Linked DNA regions of Mus musculus: all the other regions are linked to region 2. A link is a contact called in public HiChIP or PLAC-seq data. All regions are on one chromosome and are shown on one strand. The core of a region is the stretch at or near the end of the contact, and the rest is flanking DNA. Distances in the headings are between cores, read along the strand shown. Region 1 holds the start of Atp5pb (ATP synthase peripheral stalk-membrane subunit b). Region 2 holds the start of Capza1 (capping protein (actin filament) muscle Z-line, alpha 1). Region 3 holds the start of Csde1 (cold shock domain containing E1, RNA binding). Region 4 holds the start of Ap4b1 (adaptor-related protein complex AP-4, beta 1).

What was found. HiChIP or PLAC-seq counts read pairs in DNA pulled down with a chosen protein or histone mark.
Region 1: a contact with region 2 is called in an H3K27ac HiChIP or PLAC-seq map of microglia, with 5 times the contacts expected there. The contact joins the promoter of Atp5pb here to the promoter of Capza1 in region 2. A contact is called at or near these places in 1 of 39 promoter capture datasets (erythroid cells), 3 of 484 Hi-C or Micro-C datasets (cortical neurons, liver and muscle stem cells) and 4 of 115 datasets of contacts at active chromatin or transcription factors (the 230-238 cell line, astrocytes, extraembryonic endoderm stem cells and 1 more).
Region 3: an H3K27ac HiChIP or PLAC-seq map of thymic regulatory T cells shows a contact between it and region 2, with 7 times the contacts expected there. The contact joins the promoter of Csde1 here to the promoter of Capza1 in region 2. A contact is called at or near these places in 1 of 39 promoter capture datasets (erythroid cells), 4 of 115 datasets of contacts at active chromatin or transcription factors (pancreatic cancer cells, regulatory T cells, regulatory T cell precursor and 1 more) and 2 of 9 other capture datasets (adipose tissue and liver).
Region 4: an H3K27ac HiChIP or PLAC-seq map of thymic regulatory T cells shows a contact between it and region 2, with 5 times the contacts expected there. The contact joins the promoter of Ap4b1 here to the promoter of Capza1 in region 2. A contact is called at or near these places in 1 of 39 promoter capture datasets (the C10 cell line), 5 of 115 datasets of contacts at active chromatin or transcription factors (astrocytes, large pre-B cells, regulatory T cells and 2 more) and 2 of 9 other capture datasets (adipose tissue and liver).

The regions. Positions count from the first base shown.
Region 1 is chr3:105,955,681-105,961,902 of GRCm38.p6, reverse strand. It overlaps Atp5pb (ATP synthase peripheral stalk-membrane subunit b), which reads left to right and starts at 2,640. Exons shown (of 7, transcript NM_009725.5): 1 at 2,640-2,755; 2 at 3,005-3,041; 3 at 5,862-6,007. The coding sequence starts at 2,716. It overlaps Wdr77 (WD repeat domain 77), which reads right to left and starts at 2,405. Exons shown (of 10, transcript NM_027432.3): 1 at 2,205-2,405; 2 at 1,765-1,950; 3 at 145-286. The coding sequence starts at 2,319.
Region 2 is chr3:104,862,616-104,868,593 of GRCm38.p6, reverse strand. It overlaps Capza1 (capping protein (actin filament) muscle Z-line, alpha 1), which reads left to right and starts at 4,089. Exons shown (of 10, transcript NM_009797.3): 1 at 4,089-4,254. The coding sequence starts at 4,216. St7l (suppression of tumorigenicity 7-like) reads right to left here and starts at 4,088. Exons shown (of 14, transcript NM_153091.3): 1 at 3,286-4,088; 2 at 488-570. The coding sequence starts at 3,499.
Region 3 is chr3:103,019,204-103,024,844 of GRCm38.p6, reverse strand. It overlaps Csde1 (cold shock domain containing E1, RNA binding), which reads right to left and starts at 4,299. Exons shown (of 19, transcript NM_001161854.2): 1 at 4,176-4,299.
Region 4 is chr3:103,807,420-103,813,224 of GRCm38.p6, reverse strand. Ap4b1 (adaptor-related protein complex AP-4, beta 1) reads right to left here and starts at 3,708. Exons shown (of 10, transcript NM_026193.2): 1 at 3,168-3,708; 2 at 916-1,140; 3 at 318-448. The coding sequence starts at 3,280. It overlaps Dclre1b (DNA cross-link repair 1B), which reads left to right and starts at 3,838. Exons shown (of 4, transcript NM_133865.2): 1 at 3,838-4,325; 2 at 4,988-5,153; 3 at 5,649-5,805. The coding sequence starts at 4,137. It overlaps Gm15471 (predicted gene 15471), which reads right to left. Exons shown (of 5, transcript NR_040412.1): 5 at 4,785-5,011.

The DNA.
Region 1 (6,222 bases), core at 1,391-3,890, 1.1 Mb before region 2:
CACTACCAAGTCTCTTAGGAAACAGACATGCCATTACTCACTAGACTAAAAACAGCCCAAAGCATTTTACATAATGAAATTAACAGGATAGATGGGATATCCACAGGAAGTCTAGATATAGAAATAATGAAAACAGGGACTCACCAGCAGTCTTTGCTACCACTGACAGCTTGTGTGCCAGAGCTCAGGACAGTGACAGTAGACACAATGTCATCATGCTCATACTTGCAGAACTTGCTGACTATAAGTGTCTCGTTCTCATCTAGCTCCCACAATTCAACAGCACCTGTTGGGGACAGAGCGGGGTGAGGTGCAGACAAGGGAAGCATGAGCCTGGGTTGTACCAAGGCAGGAACTCCTGCCTAGGACTCAAGCAAGAATTGCTACTGAGCCAACTGTAAAAGCAAAGTCCACGTCACTAACGGCTTAGCTGACTTCCAGGCCGTTTGGTTTTGTTACCCTACTGCTTTCCTAACAGGCCAGATGCCTATGAGGAAAACTCCTGGAGATAGGGAAATAAGATGTAAAATCAATTCTAGTGCTTCCAGAAAGCAGGTCCTAAGCAATCGGTTCCCAGAGAGCCTTATTTAGATAACAGTTCAGTGACGATGTCTCTTCCCAGGTATGCAGACACTAGTAAATATTTGCTTACATAAAATGTCTTGAAATACTTCTAAGATTTATATTATATATATGATCACACTGTCACTGACAAACCAGAAGAGGCCATCTGATCCAATTACAAATGGTTGTAAACCACCATGTGGTTGCTGGGATGTGAACTCATGAGCTCTGGAAGAGCAGCCACTCACTGTCTTGAAATATTCTAATTTCAACTGTCAGTCTCATTCACTAACATTCTACTTTTCAATTGCCATGTTCTACCTAACACTTAAGAATGTTTGTATGTGAGAGAGATGTTCTGATTTTAAGCGCACAGGTGTTTTGCTTTCATCTATGTCTATTCATCAAGTGCATGCAGTGCCCATGGAGGCCAAAAGATGGCACTGGCTTCCCTAAGACTGTAGTTACAAGGTTGTTAGTGGAATGTGGGTGCTGGGTGTCCAACTTGGGTCCTCTGAAAAAGTAGTTAACACTTATCACCACTGGATCATCTCTCCAGACCCAAAATAAATCTATTTTAATCTTTGAGACAGGGTTTTCCCTACTTCCCTACGTACCTATGGCTGGCCTGGAACTGGATATGGAGAACAGGCCGGCCTCCAACTCACAGAGCTCTGCCTGCGGCTGCTGGGATTACAGGCAGCACCTATACCCAGCTTCCACCAACTTATATAAATTCTGACTTTCTTTAATCTGCTTAATTCTGAGAACTCCATACACGCATACAATGTAGTCTGACTATATTCATCCCTAGCTTGTCCAACATTTACCCTCCATCACCTACCAACTTCATTTCTTTGTCTTTTTTAATGCCAAAGCCTACATTTCTCAGCCTGACACTCAAAGAAAGGTGGGATTAAGGACTGTCCAGTGACAGAGCAGTTGCCTAGCAAGGTGAGTCAATTCACAGCACATAGCAAACACAACAGCAAAAGAAAACAGGAGGCTAGGCACGGTGGCACACGTCTTTAATTACAGCACAGAGGAAGACTTCTGTGAGTTCAAGGCCAGCCTGGTCTACTTAGTTTCTGGGACAGCCAAGCCAATAAGGTAAACAACCCTGCTTCTAAATAATAAAACACCTTTTCCCATCCTACCCTGTACCCAACTCTTCAATTCCAGGGGAGGGGGATCACTCACCTGAATCAGAAGCCACTAGGATACCTTTGTCCCCCACCCAAGTGAGGTCAGCTACTCCAGCCTCGGTCTGGACGCCAGCAGAGCAGAAACCTTCGTTGGGGGCCGCACTAGGATCCTTGAAAAACCACAGAGAACCTACCCAGCAGCGACCACTCAGGCTGGAGACCCCGAGCAGAAGGGAACCATCTACGGTGGGGAGAGCAAAGTTATAAGGTGTCAGATGGAAGGCCTTGTTTCTATGGTAACCTCACAGAACCCCGTGGCGGGACCAGTCTGAATCTGAGATCGGATTTGTGGAGCTGAGCTGGGGCAGGGCCAGGACGCCAGGTATGGCCGAGGAGGGCCACACGGCGCTGGGAGGACTCGAGAGGGTCAGCACCGGGAGAGGGCACCCGAGACTGGGGGTAAAGGGGCTTCCAGGCCCCGGGATCTCGGCTCACCAGACCGGTACCGTGCAGCCTCCAATTGACGTTCCATGCATGCGGGCGCATTGGGGGGCAGGTTCCACTCGCGGGCCGCCGGGGGCACGAGCGGAGGAGGGGTGTCCTTCCGCATCTCCACGATTCCAAATCTAACCTAGACCCAGACTCGACGAGAGACCCTGACTCGGCGCCGGAGGGACCGCACACGTGGTGTACCTCTGCGCAACCGCCCCTCTCCGAGGGAATTCGCTCTACTTCTCGCGAGAATTGTGTCTACCCTTCCAGCCTGCTTTTCCGTCTCCTGTCCCCGCAGCGGGATTTTGTTTGTTTCCCTCCCTCAGCCCCACCCATTTTTTCTCCTCTTCTCGCGATAGTGGGGAGGGGGCGGGGAAAAAGCCGAGAACTTCCGAGAAAAAGCGAGCTGATCTCTTCTCGCGAGATGTGCGAGCGGCCATCTTGCTCCTGCCCCTGACAGGCTCGGGTCGGGGTCACAGGGACACGGAGCCCGCTGTCCCGCTCTTCGCAGACAATGCTGTCCCGGGTGGTGCTTTCTGCTGCCGCCACAGCGGGTGAGAGACGTAGAGCCTAGGTTAGCGTAGCAGGGTGACTAGGAAGAAGCCAGGCCGGGGAGGCGGGAAGCGGGTAGAGGACGGACTGCGGCGTTTGGGCCCGAGCTCACCCACGGGAGCGATCTGGAGAGCTCCCGGGCCGCCCAGCATCTCAGGGCGCGGCAGAGACGGATGCCAGGGCCGACACCCGGGAAGGTAGAAACGCGATTTCTCCTTGACTTTGCTAACCTCCGTCTTGTGTATTTCCAGCCCCGTGTCTGAAGAACGCGGCCGCCCTAGGTCCAGGGTGAGTGTCACCACGTCTTATTCTCTTTCCATTTCCTAGCGTCAAGCCAAAAATTGCTGTTTTCCTTCACGTTAGCCAGCTTGCATACTCATTCGGACGTTTGTTCTTCTAATTGCCTTGAACATGATCCTGTTCCTTCCTCTGACAAACACCAAAGAGAGGCTCACCCCTCGTTGTGACCTTCAGCGACACACAACCAAGTTACTGGCTTACTTACCCCCAAGGACAGATCTGGTTAAATACAGCAAAATAAAACCTATTGTTTTGGGTGTCTTCCAGATTTCCATCTTTTATTAACCATATCAGGAGGCCGAAAACACATATGGCTTCGTAAATGCTTGTGTTGATGATCACATAATGTGACAGTGGATAACTTTGTGGAGATCACAGTAACAACCCTAGTCCTAGAGACAGCTACACAGTAGCTCCATCCTCTAATCCGTCAGTAAGACTCAACTCGTGAGGATGCTTTGAGTCTGACTACTTTCACTACCATTGTTACAGCATGAAGCCGCTGCCCACAGTTCTGAAATGGACAATTTCACTAGGCTTTCAGTCTTAACATCTGTTTTTATCCCAATACAGTCCATTCTCAATGTAGCAGAGAGATCTTGGCAGTTCCCCCCACTTAAAACCCTTCAGAGCTCATATCCCTATTGCAATAAAATCTAAACATAGCAAAACCAAGAAAACCTGAATTAACCTCATCTGTGTCTTGGGTCTTTTTTTATGTACTGTTAATGCCAGCCCTGCTTTCTCCAAAGAATGTCAAACTCTTTTTTTTTTTTTTAATAATTTTATTTTTGTGTGCGTGTGTGCTTGCAGAGGCAGAGAAAAAGGTATTAGATCTGCAGCTGGAGTTAGAGGTTGCTGTGGGCAGCCCAGCATAGGTTCTGGGAACCAAATCTGGTCCTGTGAAGAGCAGTAAGCACTCTTGACCGTCTTTCAGCTTTAAGCTCTTTGGTTGTCATTCACCTTGTGGCTTGAGAGATGTGAGTATAGGTGAGGCATTAAGGAAAGATGAATGTAGAAAATTTGCAGGGGCTGGGTTAGCCCGTGCTGTTACTTGTTTTCTGTGGACAGAGGAGAGCCTGCTGAAGAGTTTTCAAGTCAGATCACGATTTAGAAGCATTGGCAGTAATATGAAAGAGCTATATTTAAGGAATATTTGACAAGAAGAGCCATCAGGTTTGGAGTTGTTAAAATAGTTTTAAGAAAATGAAAATAAAGGCTTCAACTGAGATGGTAGTTAAAAGTTCTAAAAATTCTCTCATGGTATGATCTAAACCAGTAGGATTCAGCCTTTAGCTGATTTTCCAGGTGACATTTGACAGTGTCTGAAAATGTTTTTGGTTGCTACCATTCAGCAGCTACAGGGATACTTCTAAACATGCACAGAAGAGCCATCTATCTGCAGCAAAGAACTATGCAGGCCAAATGTTAATCAGGTTGGAGCTGAGAAACCCTAATTTATATGAAAGGATCTCTACCATGGTTCTTCAGTTTCGAAGCTTGGTGGGGTCACTGATGTTTTAGAGGCATAAGGTGATACTCAGAAGGAGGACATAGGACTGAGAGAGTAGCTCAGTGATAGGAAATCCTGTAAAACTCTTAAAGTGCATGGAGTATAGAGATGTAGAGAGTAAAGGACATGTGAGATAGGAAGTGGGGAAGAATCACCCTCAGAACCTTAAGGAGACCTACCTTTGACTACAAATGTGAATGAAAAGCAAAGACTTTATCAGAAGCCTAATCAGACATCAGCCTGCTGTAATTACTCAAAAGAATACACCATAGACTGTTTTAATACAAATAATGTACAAGTCTATTATGCTGGTATAATATAATAGTTCAAGCTTAGAAGTGGAAGAGCAAGATCTAATAGTTATTTAAAAAACAAACACAAAATACTACTTGGAATTTAGAGCTCACCATCTCCCTTCCCCATATAACAATAAAAATGTGGAAAGGTTTTTGTCAGGCAGGCAGAATTGTGAGGGAACTTGAGTGTTTACTACAGATGTATATGACTGTTAACCTTGGAGCAAAAAAATAGGAACAAATGAGTTGAGGTTCCCAAGATTTATATACAGCTCAAAGATTAAACATAATCAGAATTACTGCAAACTGAGAAGACCTGTTTCACATAGAGTGAGCAGTCCTACATCAAAGGGACTATTTTGAATCAAGGTTCTTAATATCAGGTTGCTTATAGTAGTGTTGGCATTTAGGTTGGCATTCATGTGGAACCTACTATAGGACAGACACTTAAAAATGTTACATAAATTAACAGACTTCACAATGGCCTGTAAAGAAATCTGACATTACACAAACTTGAGTTCTAGGGGCTTGTGAGATGGCTTAGGGTAAGATGTCTGCCACTAAACCTGACAGGTATACTTGAATTCTGTTCCCAGACCCATGTGCTGGTAGAAGAGAAACAACTCCCACAAGTTGTCCTCTGACCTTCTCGTGTGGCAGTGTCCATGCAAATATTAATACAATACAAAAAAGAAAAATTTTAAAACTTTTAACCCTGAAATTTTTAAAAACTTTGAAATTTTTTACTCAAAGCCCTGTAGTCTTCTCTCTCATGTTTCATTGGTCTTAATTGGCAATATCAAGTCCTAGGTAAATAATCCATAAACTTAGGCAAAGATTCCAGTAGAAGTTTCAACTGTCTTAAGTCCCTTCCCTGGACAGTCATATTTCAGTAGGAAACTCCTCAGTCTCCATCTCCCTTCATGGTTTTGTTAATTGTTCTTGTGTTTTGTTTTCTTTGAAAAATTGGTTTTAAATTTGTTTAATTGTTGCTTGTAGGGTATTACAGGCAACAAGGGCCTTTCACACAGGACAGCCTCGCCTTGCCCCTCTACCACCTCTTCCTGAATATGGAGGAAAAGTGCGTCTTGGGCTGATTCCTGAGGAATTTTTCCAGTTCCTTTACCCTAAGACTGGTGTAACAGGTGAGCACTGCCAGGTCATTAGTACTATATTTGATACTATTAAAATCAAGTCAGTTCTTTCTCCAAAAGAACTTAATAGTGATTCTGTATAAACTTTGAGATGAATGTTTTTCAGTGTTTTGTTTCGTTTTATAGCTATGGTTCTATTTATTATTGGGATTTATTAATCATGCTAATTTCTTTGGTTTACTGCCAGGCATTGTTCTAGCCATACA
Region 2 (5,978 bases), core at 2,840-5,339:
ACACTTATGTGTTTATGAGTGTGCAGGCACACAAGAGTAGTGATCAGAGGACTTGCAGGAGTTGGTTCTCTCTTCCCACCATGTGTCAAGTCATCAGTCAGCCTTGGCAGCAAGCACCTTCACCTGAGCCGTCTACCATTCTGTATACAAGTTTTCAATATGTAGTAAATGAAGTCGGGCATGGTAACTCACCCCTGTAATCCTAGCACTCAGAGGTAGAGGCAGGAGAACCACCTTGGGTTCAAGGCCAGGTTAGACTACATAATGAGACCCTATCTCAAAAAGAAACCTAACATGTAATAAATACTACCACTCGCTCTAAAAGATGACAAGGAAACATGGTATTTCTCAAACTTGTTTCTAAGTAACTTTTTCCCACTATCAAACACATTTTGGAAATCCTAACAAATACTTATAGATTTGTAAATATATAAACAATTTTTAAATGAGTATCAAAATAGAGGTGAAGAAAATAGAAACTACTTACAAATATTAGTCCAGATATCAAAGAAGATGTCCCTGTAAGTGCCACATAGAACTTGGGTGTCAGTGAACTTAAAAACCCTGTCACTGTTAAAAGAGAAAACATTAAAGTTTTTACAAAGTACAAATTTTAAGTCCATTGCAATCATGCAAGTATGTTTCAGCAGATGGAGGTAAGCAGTAAAGAAGCCTGGGCTCTGATGAGGCTATGTTCAAATAAGCCTATAGACTAAAAATACTGCAGGTAAAAAATGTAAGCTACATCACTAACCTTCCAGCTGCCATTACTTAGCAACACAATGTCCTGGATAGCACTGCTTGTCTACTCTCCACTTTGTATGAATGCAAGTGGGAAGCACTGGCTTACTGTTGCTGCCCAGTACCATAGAGATCATAATGCTAGCTTGGGAAAAGATCAAAATCCAAAAGTTCTATGGAATGCAGACAGCTTTCCCACTATTGCAAAGCTCAAAAATTCTAAGCTGACTGCCCTAAGTCAGTAACTGTCAACATTAATACCTAAAGTGAAATTAATTTGAAAAAGTTCTTAAAACAAAAGTGGGGGCTGGCAAGATGGCTCAGGGGTTAAGAGCATTGACTGCTCTTCCTAAGGTCCTGAGTTCAAATCCTAGCAACCACATGGTGACTCACAACCACCCATAATGAGATTTGACGCCCTCTTCTGGTGTATCAGAAGACAACTACAGTGTACTATATATAATAATAAATAAATATTTGGGCTGGAGCAAGCAGAGACTGAGAGAGTGGAGTTGACCAGAGCGAGCAGTGGTCCTAAAAATTCAATTCCCAACAACCACATGAAGGCTCGCAACCATCTGTACAGCTAGAGTGTACACACATTAAAATTAATAAATTTTTAAAAAGTGACTTTAAGTTTCCATTGTCTGATATCTTAAGAATCTTCTCATGGATATAAAAGTGAGGTTTTACACTGTTGTTTAGTTAAATAAGAAGTAAATCAAGGGCTGGTGAGATGGCTCAATGGGTAAGAGCACCCGACTGCTCTTCCGAAGGTCCAAAGTTCAAATCCCAGCAACCACATGGTGGCTCACAACCATCTGTAATGAGATCTGACTCCCTCTTCTGGAGGGTCTGAAGACAGCTACAGTGTACTTACATATAATAAATAAATAAATCTTTAAAAAAAAAAAAAAGAAAAAGAAAAAAAAAAAAAAGAAGTAAATCAAAATGAGTGTGTACAGGGCCCTAGGGTCAATATCTAGGGTCAAAGAAAGAAAAAAGAAAATCAAGTCACAGTGAGATAATTTAGCCTGCTTTTCTGAAAATCTAAAATACAAGCTGTAAAAGTAAGTTAGACTAGAACTTCAGCAAATATATAAGAATAAAAAGCTAAATGCACTTTCACAACATGGTCTAAGATAGTCCAGACTGGTCTCAAACTTACTATGTAGCTGAGGCTGGCCTTTAACAACTGATATATCTGTACTGTACTTTCAGTAGCCCAAGTACTGGGATCACAAGCATGTGTCAGCATTCCTGGTTTAAAGCCAGGCTAGCTAGTATATGCCTCTAAATCCACCACTTAAGAAGTGGCTCAAGGGATCAGGATGTCTTGGCAACATCCTGGCCTCAAAGCAACAAGAAGAAGTAGAAAAATAAATGACAAACTCGATGAATAGCACTTTAATGAGCACACAAATTACCATTAAACACTTCACCAACCTATTACAGACAAATTAGACAGTATGTGGTACCAATACTCTAAAATACAAAAAGCATTTTAGAACATTATCCTATGGTCTTTCATGTCATCTCATGAGACAGAAAAGGGAGACCACTGCCTTCTCAAAGGACAGAAAAATTAACAGTGTCACCATCTAACAGAAATATTTCACCAGGCAGTGGTGGCACACAGCCTTTAATCCCAGCACTTGGGAGGCAGACGCAGGCGGATTTCTGAGTTCGAGGCCAGCCTGGTCTACAGAGTTCCAGGACAGCCAGGGCTACACAGAGAAACCCTGTCTCGAAAAACCAAAAAGAAGGAAATATTTCCATCTTCTTCTGAGGCTGCAGCAAAAAATACTGCAATAACGCCACAAAAGATCCAGGAGTCCATCTTTTCATCCTACCTACGGCCAGGGAATAGTATTTGCAGAATCCGCACAGGTCAACACTGCTTACAAGTTTTTATCTTTGGCCCAGGCTACATGACAAACATTGTACAACTGCCGAAGGAAAATATTAAACAAACCCACCGTTGTCTGCACTTCTCTCTCCTCTCCCTTTCCTAGACTATCTTATTACTCACAATAAAAATATTACGAAAAACGTCTCTTAACCGAACTGTCTTACAATAAAAGTATGGTCCACTAAAATCATAGCATTTTCTATCGTGTATGACAGATGTGCTTATCTTGCTTTTCTGGGTGTGAGTTCTTTTAAGTTAGGCAGCTGGGAAACTCTGAGGTACGACTTTTCAAGGGGCCCTGCAAACGATAGGAATGTCTATAAACTGTGTGTACACATCTGGGAATGCTCTCTTCTGTCCTACTACCTGGAGCTTGCAGCGTGTCAGGTAGCTTTTCCTGTGGTAGCGTAGACAGAATAGAGAGGGCGAACCTTCAGCGATCTAGGGAGGGGCCGGGAAACTGCAGCACGGTTCTAACAATCAGCTGCCGGGTGGAGGTGGCCCAAGCGACAAAAATAAACCCACTGGAGCATGCAACACCAATTTCCTTCTGCAAAGCCCTCCATGTCTCCCCGAGAATCTCTGATCTTTGGCACTTGTCCCCGACTGTCCGGGAGGTTTGGGCCTCTCACCCGCTGTCACGTTGTCACACAGCCTCAGCGGGACCCTCAGAGCGTAAAGCAGCCCCAGCCCCGCCAGGAACCACAGCGTGGACCCAGAGTTCGCCAACCCGGCCTTCAGCCGCTCTTTCCAGCCCAGCGGCGGGCCCAGGCCCAAGCCAGGAACAGGTGCATGGGGACACCCCACGGCCCGCGCGGCTTCCGCGAAGTAGTCTCCGTCCGCCATCTTGCGGCTCCGGCAGGCGCCGGGACCTGGGAGGGGAGAAGGGCCGGAAACCCGGAGTCGGGAATCCTGGGATAGTGGCGGACTTGAAGCTGGCCTCTGTCTAGGCTGAGTCCTGGGGAACTGGCTGGAGATCTGGAAGGTGGCGGAGCGCGGTGGCCGACTGAGGGGCTACCTAGTCCTCTAGGAGGGCGGGGAAGCATCTGATGGTGGCGCTTATTCTTCTGGAAACGGACTCAGTGTGGCGCCGGAGGGAAGTGGTTTTTCTTCCATACGTGGTTGAGGGTAACCTGTCGCCCTGTGCCGGGGTCGGAAAAGTACTGATGTCTCAAAGAGCCGAGCAGCTCTTAGTGCCCTGGACTCGGCGGCCCAGGAGACCAACCGGATCAGAAAAACTTAGAGGTGTAGCAACTGCTCCATGACCAGAGGGAGCCCAGACGCCACGCAAGAGTCGAGGCCCGCCACCAAGCACTCCAGGACGAATGGGAAAGTGACCGGAACTCAGGGAGAAAGATGTTAAGGCTGCAAAGCCCCGAGGGGCAAGCCGACTTCCTAGAGCGCCGACTCCAGGCTGTCACACCCGCGCGGAACTGACATGGCGCCCTCTTGGCCTGAGCTTCCGGGCGGCTCCTTCCGACGGCCCCTCGGTGATTCCGCCACTCAGCTTCCTTCCCGGCCTGCCTCGCGCCGGCCCGCCGGGCTGGGCCAGAGCAGCCAAGATGGCCGACTTTGAGGATCGGGTGTCGGATGAAGAGAAGGTAAGGGGTCCGCCTCTCTCTTTTACTTCCTTCCTCGACGGGGCCCAGGGGTCCGAGCCGGCAGCAGTGAGAAACCTGGCGGTGCCCCCAGGAAGAAGAAGGTTGTTTCCCGGTGCTGGCATAGTCCCTCTGGCCCCGGGACGCTTCCTTCCTTAAAGGAGCTTTCGTCTGCCTCACGGTGGCCCCAGTCCCCCAGTCCTCAACTCTTTTCATCCTGGACAGAGCACAACCTTCTTTCAAGAGGAGACACTTTGCCTGATTGACTTTTAACTCTAGACTCTTTTCTGTAATTATAAGAGAGGAGGTGAAGGTGATGTCGGGACGTGTCAGGCAGCAGTTATTTTACCGCTTTTGGCAGTTGGGGCTCACCCCATCCCCCCATTTATAGGTATGATTGGGGTTAGTTTAGAACGAGTCACTTCCTGATCAGAGTGGCCTCCTTAACTTCCCTTTTGCTCCTCCTTCCTCAGGAAGTGATTTTGCTGTCAGGACTCCTTGTCAGGGAGGGAGAGGTCCTCTGGTGGTGTCTGTCCACCGAAATACACACCCTCTCTCATCTTTTCTCTACTACTGACGATTAAACTAATTGGATAAAAATAAATCAGTAAACCTCAAGGGATTTGCTTAAGAATTTGACCAGCACCTTTATTCCTGCCTATGCTCTCTTGTGTGAACGTTTAGCCCCAAGGTGACTCCGTCCCTTCTGTCTTAATCTTAACTATAATTTTTTTCAAAGTCTTTTGTTTTGTTTTGTTTTTTTAACTTCCTGTTAAGCAGTGAGAAATAGCCAGACGACTTTTTTTTCAACTCCAGAAAGGTTAAATGGGTCGTAAATAAACCTCACATTTAACACATTCGGTTTGGATGAAACACCCAACCTTTTTTGATGACCTACTATGGTGCTTTATAGCTGGGTATGTCAAGAGTGTCGTTTGTGTACATAGATCTTTAAAAGTGTTTTAAATACCAGGGTGTATTCCAAATTTGATAGTATAACTTTTTCTGACAACGTACATTTGCTAAACTGTCCAAAAAGGAAAGTACTTAGTTCTTCCATAAACACAGACTCTTAGGGCTGCTACAAGTTAGAATGGTCTCATTAGCTAACTTAGGGACAAGAATATGTCTTTTGTTTCCTGCAGTGACTGTTACAAAGTATGTGCTCTCCAATGTTCTATAAAATCTGCCTGGGTTCTTCGAAAAAGAAATTGGAGATTGTTGACAGGGGAACAGACTATTTTTAATCACTTCTTCAAAAAGAATAATTTAACATACACCTGTGTATGAATGAGCCACTGTCTTTAAATGCTGAAAAGGGTGCTTACCACCTTTATAAACCACTTACCAGGATCCAGGGTGGCAGTTTGTTAGTAGAGTCTTAGCATGTGCAACATCCTGTGTTTGAACTTAAGCATTAGTAGGACAAAAACTAAAAAGCCACCAAATAACACTTTAGTGTTGATTCTCTTTTTTCTTTCTTTTTTTGTTTTTGTTTGTTTGTTTGTTTGTTTTCGAGACAGGGTTTCTCTGTATAGTCCTGACTGTCCTGGAACTCACTCTGTAGACCAGGCTGGCCTCGAACTCAGAAATCCGCCTGCCTCTGCCTCCCAAGTCCTGGGATTAAAGGCATGCGTCACCACGCCCGGCTAGAGTGAATGTTTTTATTCCTTTTCTTAAGACTGGGTCGGGTTTGGCTCATATAAACATCTCATTATACAGCCAAG
Region 3 (5,641 bases), core at 3,050-5,549, 1.8 Mb after region 2:
TTCAATGTTTAATAGCCACACCTAGCTTAGTGGCTAAAGCACTGCAGAATAAGCCATCAACTGAGAAGGAAAAACATGTCTTTTAAAGCAACAGTAAGTTTACTAGGCAAAGATTTCAACTAATAAAAGGAGGCAATATCCACCAAAGACTTGCTTGCTTACTGGAGTTTGTAATTACCAAGTTGGACAAACAGAAATGCAATTTATTTTCTGTAGCTTTAAACCAATGGTATTTTACCTGTACAATGTTGGGAAAGAGCAGAGACATTTATTGTCAACTTTGTATTAATGCTGTACCTTAGCATTAAAAGACACTAAATATTTCTAAAGTTTTGTATTGGTTTGTTTTTAATTATTATTACCACATTCAAGTGGAAAACATCTAATGCAAGATAAAGGGGATTTCTAAATCCTGCTTGGGTAAAAGGGATTTAAAAACAAGTGCCTTGGTTGTGGTGGCACACACCTTTAAGACAAGCACTCAGGAGACATAGAGTCAGGTGGATCTCTGAATTGAGGCCAGACTTGTCTACAGTGAGACCCTCTGTCTTGGAATGATGAGATTCAAGAAGGAAAACAAAACAAAACAAAAGTTATGCCAGGCAGTAGTGGTGCAGGCAGGAGGATCTCTGAGATTGATAAGGCCAGCCTGGTCTACAGAGCTAGTTCCAGGACAGACAGAGCTACAGAGAGAAACCCTATCGTGAAAAGCATGTATACATGTATATGTATGTTATATGTGTACACACACACACACACACTCAAAACCAAAACACCACAAGTCACAGCAGTTTCACCACATAAATTATTGCCACTAACTAAATTTTTATAGTTGTAACCACTGTATAAAATTCTGAATTTTTTCATGTTGTGAAACAAGGTCTCCCTATGTAGCCCAGGATGGCTTCCAATTCAAAAATCCTCCTGTCTAAGCTTCCCAACTGCTTAAACAGTTTGGGCAAAGATCTCAAAATGATTCTCCCTTTGTTTTCAGAAAAGAAAGCTTCAAAAAACACAATTCTTTGTGTCTTACAAAATGTCAACATTTCAACTTGATTTTGCAACATAGTGTTAATATTTTACTCAAAAAAATATATATTTGGAGCTGAGATGAAAGGATGGACCTCGTAGAGACTGCCATATCCAGGGATCCACCCCATAATCAGCATCCAAACGCTGACACCATTGCATACACTAGCAAGATTTTATTGAAAGGACCCAGATGTAGCTGTCTCTTGTGAGACTATGCCGGGGCCTAGCAAACACTGAAGTGGATGCTCACAGTCAGCTAAAGGATGGATCATAAGGCTCCCAATGGAGGAGCTAGAGAAAGTAGCCAAGGAGCTAAAGGGATCTGCAACCCTATAGGTGGAACAACATTATGAACTAACCAGTACCCCGGAGCTCTTGACTCTAGCTGCATATATATCAAAAGATGGCCTAGTCGGCCATCACTGGAAAGAGAGGCCCATTGGACTTGCAAACTTTATATGCCCCAGTACAGGGGAACACCAGGGCCAAAAAGGGGAAGTGGGTGGGCAGGGGAGTGGGGGTGGGTGGATATGGGGGACTTTTGGTATAGCATTGGAAATGTAAATGAGCTAAATACCTAATAAAAAATGGAAAAAAAAATATATATCATTCAAAAGGAACTTCCACTATCACCTACCTTGCTTAAAAAAGTACAGCCCTCATAGAGATGTAGTTAATACCACTAAACTTTATACTTCAAAAAAAGTCAAAACTAAGGTTTAGCCGGGCGTGGTGGCTCACGCCTTTAATCCCAGCACTCCGGAGGCAGAGGCAGGCGGATTTCTGAGTTCGAGGCCAGCCTGGTCTACAGAGTGAGTTCCAGGACAGCCAGGGCTATACAGAGAAACCCTGTCTCAAAAAACGAAAGAAAGAAAAACAAACAAACAAACAAACAAACAAACAAAAAACCCACTAAGGTTTACATTACATAAAAATGGAATGACTGAAGGGAGGGTGTGAAAGAAAAAGAAAGCAGTTCATAGTTTTCATTAGCTGGAAACTTACCACAACTTCCAATCATTCCTATAAAGGTCACACTTAAGTCAGAACTTATTTTTATGAAAAAAGAAAACCTATCGTCTGTGCTTCAAATACTCTGCTTTTCCACTCAGCTGCTATAAATACTCATGGTGATGGTAAACATCAGAGCAGCTGCAAAACCAAACTACTACCAGCTCTTTACATTCCAGTTCTAAGAGGAAAAGAAACAAGGACAAGTATTAGATCCAAGGTTCTTTTTGGTTTTTAATATTTTGATACAAGGTTTCTCAATGTGGCCCTGGTTGTCCTAGAACTTGCTCTGCAGATTAAGTTGGCCTTAAACTCAGAGATCTGCCTGCCTCTGCCTCAGAAGTGCTAGGTCTGTAGTGATGGGACTAAAGAAGGGACAGGTAACTACTGCCTAGATTTTATAACTTACATATTCGTGGCTGTTTATGTACACAATCTGCTTCTTATCCACATTAATAATTATATCGCCTGTCAATTTAGTAATGAGTTTGCCTTCTAGTACCTAAAAATCAAGATGATCGACAGGCATGGCAGTAGTACATGCCTTTAATCCTGCACTTGGGAGGCAGGGACAAGCAGATCTCTGTAACTTCAAGGACAGCCTGGTCCACGGAGTTCGAGGCCAGACAAGGCTACACAGTAAGACCCTATCTCAAAAAAAGAAAAGGAAAGGAAAAGAAAGGGGGTGGGGAGGGCAGACTGAGCATTTTGGTAGCTTGAATTAATGCCCTATAATTTGGAACTTATTTTTTTAAAAAGTAGGTTAGAGCAAGCAAGCAGTCTAGACAGCCAGCCATTTCAAGGCTAACCTAGGTTGCACAGTTTAAGGCTATAACCAATAAACAAAAGAAAAACAAACTTGGCAGTTTTGTGAACTAGAAGTTCACATCAGCCTAACATAATGTCCAAACTCAACTACAATCTTTAAACATCCTTAGTTCCTTTCTGCCCGTCCTCCTCAACTGCTTAAACAGCACTATCTTTTTGCTCATTTTAGTTGCAGAACAAGGAAACTAAGTGGTTTAATAATGTTCAGAATGTTTTCTGCAGTGGAAAGTGTTAAGGAGTACTCCCTGCTCACCTGTGAGTCAGGTTGGAGACCAGCCACAAAGGTGTTTCTAAGGTTAACTCTTTAAAGCAAAAGAACCGGGGCACTAAGATTGGGTATGGTTGAAACGTTCGACGGTCAAATCTTCCAATTTAATTTGCTCTCCGACTGGGGCTCTCACACTAGATAGATACATGACAAAGCCAAGCCATTCATTGCACAATGTAGGCCAGCGCTTGCACCACGGAGGGAGGGCATCACGGAACTCTCCTAACGCATGCCATTTACCCCAGACAGAAAGGTGGGAGACACGTGCCTAGAACGGGGCCCGACTCCTTTTTCAAATGCCAAAGGACAGTTAGGTGTGGAGACCCAGCCACAAGAGAATGTGAGTAAAGGTGTCAATTCCGCCGCGCTAGGGTCAGATGTGGCTGAGGGAACAGAGGTGTCCCGCAGCACTTTCCCTAGATGGAACAGGGTCTCAACCCACACACAAAGAAGGCGCCACTGCCGCACTGCGCTCTGGTAGTCGTAGTAGTATCCCCAAAGCCAGTGACGGCCAAGACAGACAAGGTCCCGAAAAAAAGAACAGGCCCTTCTCCCCGGCCTCTTCCAGCTGCACACAAAGGACCGCGCCACCACCCCCTCACCCCTCCCGCCGGGACTTGTAGTTCCCTTTCCCCCGCCAAGCCGCAGAGGGGGAAGAGGACGGACTACAGCTCCCGGCAGCCTTCGCGCCCGAGCCCCGCACCCTCTGCCTCCATCTTGGCTGCGGTCGGAGTTTCCATTTTCGCTCCCTCCCCCCACTTCAGTCACCGACACCGACACCGACACCGCCGCTACCCGCACCCCCTGGCCTCACCTCCTCACTAAGGCTTCGCGGCCGGCCCTGAGGCCGAGACGGTTGAAGCCAGGGTGAAAAAGGGACGCCTGGAGTAGGAACTCACACTGAACTCTCCTCCATCCGGAATTCTAGGAGTGCCCACTCTGACACTCAGAGGTCCCTCCCGTTAACCTGAGTCTCCTCAGCTGTCTTTAACCTGGCTCGTTGCTACCCCCACTTTAACACTGAGGTCGTACTCACCCCAACAGCTCAGCGCCCCCTCTCCAGCGCCGCCATAAGCAGCACGGCCCGGTACGTAGGAATAAATCTCGCTTCTCTCGCGAGAGTTGCAGGCTCCGAGCGCGTGCACGGGAAGGTGGGGGGAGCGTGCTCTTAGTACGCTTGCGCGCGAGGGCTGAGTGACGCCAGCCGCTGACCTGCGTTTAGCCACACGCAAGCCGGTGACTCTTCTTCTCTACGTTCGCCCCTGGGTAGTGCCAGAAGCAATCTCTGCGTTTAGTGACTCTGCTGCGACGCTGGGGGCGGGGCGAAGGGTGAATTTAGGCGTTCACCCGGTGTTCGCGAGCCCGAAAGCTTTCAGCGACGAGGCTTGAGTAGGAAGGCCTTATGAAGTAGGAACAGTTCTGAGGGCAGATCCGGGAGTGTCGTGAATAAAAAGATTTCACTTTCCTCAGCCATAATCCAGGAGTCCAAATCGCAGTTTCTCTTTAGTCACGGGACAGGCTTTCTCCTGTCTCCTACATTAGAAGGGATTTCATTGCTTTAGAGAAAAGTTTTTAACAAAGTAATTTGTAAAGCTTTTGTCTTCCAGAAACTACATTGCTTGCGACAGACAAAAATAAGCGAGGCTGTATTATCAATAAAATCTAAAATTCCCCAAACCACTTTAACTGTCCGTTTCAGTTACCAGAAGATTTTTGTAGTGTGTCAGTCTGAATAAGTATTTAAAAGGCTGAAAGCAGGCTAAAAGCATAATTCACCTGACTGGAGTAGAGGAGTGGAATGGTTAGATCTAACCATTGCAAAGTTATTTAGGCTGCCCTGTCAATAATCTAGAAAACAATTACTTTACTTTTACTATCTTGTTGGTTTTTTATTTTTGTTTGTTTTTTGAGACAGGGTCTCACATGTAGCACATGCTGCCCTGGAACTCTGGGAAATCTGCCTGCTTCAGCCTAGTGGGATTAAAAGTGTGGACAACCATGCCCAACTTCAGTGGTCCTCTTAACCATTTTGGGTAAAGGGTAGCTCCCTGAGGACACTCCCATCTATTTCCTGCTTCTGTGGGAGAGGAGAACATTCTCATCCTGGTGTACTTTCCTTGCGGGGGAGAGACAGGGACTCACCCAGAACTTGCTGTGTAGATCTAGCTGGCCTAGAACTCATGAGATACCCCCCCCCCTTCTCCTGGCCTGGCATTAAAGGGGCGTGCCACCACAACCTGCCAAGTGTACTTCTTACCCATACTTTCAGTTGGTTATTCAGAGAAACTGCAGACCTCTGTAGACATAGGTAGGGCTTTCAGGGGAACAAATTACATGTAATAAAATAAAATAAGCAACAAATATGAATATTGTCCCCCCACTCTGTGTGTGTGTGTGTGTGTGTGTGTGTGTGTATTGGAGACCCCAGTATTGGAAAAGCCAGAGCCATGAGATACCTGCAAAGCTGAAAGGAGTTAAGATCTGAAGAGCCCTTTGACGTCA
Region 4 (5,805 bases), core at 2,459-4,958, 1.1 Mb after region 2:
CCTTGAGTCATAGTGACAGAACCAGAGTAACAGCTCTGGCCAGACAAAGCTACCACTCTGCTAAAAGAAACAACAAAGGCAGTGCAGATTAACATCATTTGGGATATAAGAGGGATGTACAGATCAAGAAATAAACTTCATTTGAAGACTGAAAATAGGAGCCAAATATAAAACAAATGGGCACGCATCTTATTTAGAAAAATGCAAAGTAGTGTAGACACATTATTATTATTTTCTACCAAGCAACATAGTTTTTTTCCAAAGTTATATACATAATAGAGACACAAATAAATATTGGGCATAGTGGATGGTCTTACCCACTTCAGAGTCTCCGTGAAGATTATGCATTTTGGCACAGCCGAGGACTGCTACTCTTCTGACATATGAAGCTTTATCACGCAGACCGTTAACAACAGGCTGCTGGATATATTCCTGCACACCAGGCATCCTAAGAGACACATCCTGGAGTCAGTCAGATCTTGAAATAATAGTTTTGACAAAATTAAGTTCTTCTTCAATCATCAGAGGTTTAGTTTAAATACTATTTAATAGTTCATGCTTGAATGTATATCTACTAGATCAAAAGAAATTGGAGAAAGCCTCTATCAAACTTAATAAGGCATAATCTGACTTTTCATCTGTAATGATGCTGCACACCCAGCACAAGTTACAGTAATGACTCATTAAACATTTTTAACCAAAACTCAGAACTATTTCACCAAGATAAAGGAAAATCACCTTTAAGAAAACCATGAGATACAGTTTCGAAAGTCGAAGTTAATGGCTGAAAATCTGAGTTCAAAGTAGAACAGTCCTTATTTAGTATTCAGGAACTTAAGCTGTCCTCACTACAAATCTGCTCTACAGTCTCTTATAGTCACCAACCACTGAGAACCAGGGTATCGAAGCACTCACCTGAGGCTACACATACTCCGTAGTGCCAGTCCTCGAACCATTGGGTTGGGGTCTGAGCAGTCTTTGCAGAGCGTATTGATGGCCAAGAGTGCTAGATCTGGTTTTAAAGGTGCGTATGTGCCCATATACAGATAAACCAACTTTTTCTGAACAATATCTACAGTGGCACTGGCCTTTACCATTTCCATGAAAACATCAGACATGTCCAAGCCCTGAGTCATGTGCCTGTCACAAATACACAGAGCAGAAAGAAGTAAAACACACAATTCCCAATCTGTAGGAAGAGTTGTATTTACATGTGCTCTGGCTAGCTAGCCAAACTATGAGCTTTTAGAGAAATACAATTGGGTCTACTTTGTCTATTAATGTTACACAAAACTTCCTATTAAGAGTCTGCAACTGTTGCTCTCTATTCTCACACTGTTGAATCCTTAGTACATACCAATGGCGTGATCTGGCAATGGTACACTCCACTTTAACATTCCAGAGATCATATGGGGACATCATCTATAAGAAGGTACACACTAGAGAGAGCTCAAAGGTTAAAAAGTATTTTGTTGTTCTTGCAAAAGAGATGGGTTCAATTCCCAGCACCCACATGACAGTTCATAACCACTGGTAACTATAGCTCCAGGAGATCTAATGCCTTCTTCTGACATACACAGACACCAGGTACAAGCCATACTTGTGGTACACTTACACATGCAGGCAAAATGCTCATAAACATTTAAAAAAGCAGGGCTTGGTGACCCACACCCTTAACCCAAGCACTTAGGAAACATAGGCAGGTGAAAGCCATGTTCAAAGTTCAAAGCCAGCCTGGCCTACATAGTAAGTTCCCAGGATAGCTAGGGCTGTCTCAAAACAAAATAAAATGAATCATTATCTGTGTCACGTTTTCCAAATGAGCTGGTCACAGAGCTAAAGCATTCTGTGAAGAAGCATTTTCTGACTTCCATAGTGGCTTCAGATGTTTAGGAACTCAAGATCAACTAAGAAGTCAGCTAAGAACATCACTGATTTGAAAAAAATCCAGTGTAACTACTTGAAGTAATACACAAAATACAGACCAAGAAGATCCACATCCACATGCCACTATGGAAGTCAGAAAATGCTTCGTCACAGAACGCTTTAGCTCTGTGACCAGCTCACTGGGAAAACGTGACACAGATAATGATTCATGCTAGGAGGCACGAGCAAGAACTAAACATTCTTTTTGTTCCTTGGGTGGCATGATAAAAAATTTAGATTTCAGCCAGGCGGTGGTGGCACACACCTTTAATCCCAGCACTTGGGAGGCAGATGCAGGCGGATTTCTGAGTTCAAGGCCAGCCTGGTCTACAGAGTGAGTTCCAGGACAACCAGGACTACACAGAGAAACCCTGTCTCAAAAAACAAAAACAAAACAACACAAACAAAAAGTTTAGATTTCATTCCACTGATTACTGTTTCCAATGTTGTGGAACCAAACTACTACAATCAACTGAGACTGTTTATTTACAATACAGTTCCTGGATTCTATCCCATCCTAATGAAATCAGAATTGATCCCTAGATCACGATTTTTTAAAAAAGGACCCCATGGGACTTTTGTGTCCTACCTACAGTTTTGAGCTACAACTATAGATTAGTTACACGTTCAAACATATATAATAGAAAAAATCCTAACCAAAGTGAGGAGACAAGGCTACTTATTAATAAACTACCACAACAGGCTTTGGTAATTACAGCCTGAGCCAACAACAGTACAACTTTAAGAACAAGAATTGATATTTTGAATTTTTCATACCACCTGACAGTAGACAATGTTTTCAAGGTTGACTAGCAAGCTTGGTAGGGTGCCTGGTGACATTCATAACACAAATACAAGCAGAATAGTAGGTTTAAAGAGGAGAAGAATGATAGTATTATTTTGGTCATATCTTTGATGAACTATCCAAGTCGAAATGTAAAGCAAGCAGAAAGATATACAGGTCTGAATCTAGAAAAAAGGGAGAACTGTTCTACGTTAAGTCATTGAACCAGGAGTCAGCCGCAATTGCTAAAGCCTGTGGTATGAAGGAGACCTCTCAACTGGGCATGGTGTTCCACACGGAAGACTGAGATGACAACCCAGAAATGCAGCCTCAAGGCCAAAAGATAAAACTGCCCTTCTTTAACTTTTTCAGAGTGATCGCAGAGCTCTGAAGAGGATTAAAAGTGGGGCCGGGGGGGGGGGGGGGGAGTTAGAATTCTATGGTAGGTTGGTGATACCTAATAACTCGCTGGATGACATTCCGGTAGCGCAGCCTATCAGCCTGAATATGAGGGTTACACAGAGCCTTCTTCAGTTCCTTCACCACGTCCTCAGAGCCAAGGTATGGCATCGTCGCCAACACTCACGGGACAGTTTCCACAGACCCGTAGGGAACTCGTGGGCTCCTCCTAATTTCGATGTGGGAGCCTGAATAAAGGAGATGTAGTCAGTGAAAACACTAACGGCGAGATGTCACTTTGCTGTGCCTGCCCCCCAGGGCGGAACACATTCTTGGGTCCTCGGGCGAGCCCCGACCCTTCAGGAGCCGCCCGGAGACCCACAGGCCGTTGGCTCTGCCCAGCAGATCTCAACTCTCTCTAGGCCCAGTTACGAATTCTACACTAGCAAAAGGCCAAAGACCTAGCACAGCCTCCTCCCTGGGAATCTAGTCCCAGTGGCCGAGGACACCCCAGACAGCTTCCTGCGGAAATCCCGCCCCGTCGCCCTGAGACACAAGGAGCAGCTTTCCGGGTCGCGCCGAGCGCCGAGCGCAGGTCCGGGGGGGGGGGGGGGGGGGCACCGACCTCCGGACGCCCTTCCCCCACCCATTCTCCCCCTCGGCGCAGGCGCGCAGCTCACTGTGTGAGCGCCGCGGCCGGCGATCGGAAATCAACTACTAGGGTCTGTCTCCCCGCCGCCGCGCGAGCTTTGACAATGTGGGGACTGGGCCCGAGCTCCAGCGCGCGGTTGTGAGTGATGCTCTCCCGACTTCTTCCGCGTTGGGCGCTTTCATCCTGATCGTCCCGAGCGCGGCCACCTTCTTTTTTCTCACTCTGTCTACTAATTCCGTTTCTGGGATGGTTTTCCTTTAGGGCTTCTGGACTTGTTCCAGAGTCCACTTGTCATTGGGACGCTGTCGTGGAAACCTCACTCAGGAGTGCGGTTCCCGCGAAGACCCCACTGGGTGACACCTCAACTCTGCCACCATGAACGGGGTCGTAATCCCCCAAACGCCCATTGCTGTGGACTTTTGGAGCCTGCGCCGTGCCGGTTCGGCGCGGCTCTTCTTCTTAACCCACATGCACTGTGACCACACGGTGGGTTTGTCTAGCACTTGGGCCCGGCCCCTCTACTGCTCTCCCATCACTGCTTGCCTCTTGCATCGTCGCCTGCAGGTATTGGGGCTGGGATTTGATCGCTGAGACCTAGTCCAGGAATCTGGGTGGGGACTTCTGATCTGTCACAGTTTGGGGGATTACCGAGTGGGAGACATAAGGACTGAATTTTTACAAATGTGGGAATTGATCCCGGAATGAGACTGGCTTCTAGTTAACTACCTGGAGGTTTTTAGTCAAGGAAATGATTCCTATCTTTTCAAAAACCAGTGCTTTCCTAATTTGCATTTAAGAATCTACCAGACTGTTCAGTGATAGAACACTTGTTTAGTGTGTGCAAGAACCCTAAGTTAGATCCCCAACACTCATTGCCCGCCCCCAATAATTCATCTAATGTGCTAGATAAAAACACATATTGTCTAACATCTCCTCATCTTGTCTGTGTCAGTAGAAGTGGCTGGTGTGAGACTGGAACTTTTTTTGACAGTTGTTTCCCACCCATGGCTGGGATTATCATGATAGGAGAAAGTGTGAGAATCTTTATTTAGACTGTTTTCAGATTCTGAGTTTAAATCTGTACAAAGGGTGGGAGACAGAAGAGGAAGGAGAGATTTCTTGGGAATCCTTATAACAGCTTACATGAGAGTGGTTCAGAACTCGGTCAGCTTTCCTTGATGAAAGAGAAGTCTATGGTTACTCGGGTGACCAACTGTTTTCCTCAGGTGTCTAAGCACTGGATCCGGGCCCTGGAGGTTGGCGAGAGTCATGTATTACCTCTAGATGAAATTGGGCAAGAAACCATGACTGTAACGCTCATAGATGCCAATCACTGCCCTGGTTCTGTCATGTTTCTCTTTGAAGGATACTTTGGAACAATTCTATACACAGGTGAGCCTCCCAAGGCATTCCTCACACTTTATAGCTACCTTTACCCAGAAAGATAGCTTTATCCCATACAGGCACAGGGACCCTTTCCAACTGATTTCCTACTTGACCATCCATCCTTTACTTTGTTAAATAAAATCACAAGAGCAAGAAAACAAGAAAGGCATGTTGGTGCTCGCCTTTGATCCCAGCACTTGGAAGGCAGAGGCTGGCTGATCTCTATGAGTTCAAGGCCAGCCTGGTCTACTTAGTGAGTTCTAGGACACCCAGCCTATGTAGACAAACCCTGTCTCATAAGAAAAACATCAATCAAACAGAAAATCTCCAAGAGTGGGAAAGAGACATTTTCACAAAGAAACTAGACTGTACAGTTCAGTGCCAGGACAGTTTTTGCATAAACTCGTAACCAATCTCCATCTGCTACTGAAGGTAGAAGAGGCTTGTCTTCTAGCCTTTGTTTTTTGCCCACTTCTTATACCCCACATATTATTCTTCCAGGTGATTTTCGATATACACCATCCATGCTGAAGGAACCTGCTCTGATACTGGGGAAACAGATTCATACTTTGTATCTAGACAACACTAATTGCAATCCAGCCCTGGTTCTTCCTTCCCGACAAGAGGCTACTCAGCAGATTGTCCAGCTAATCCGACA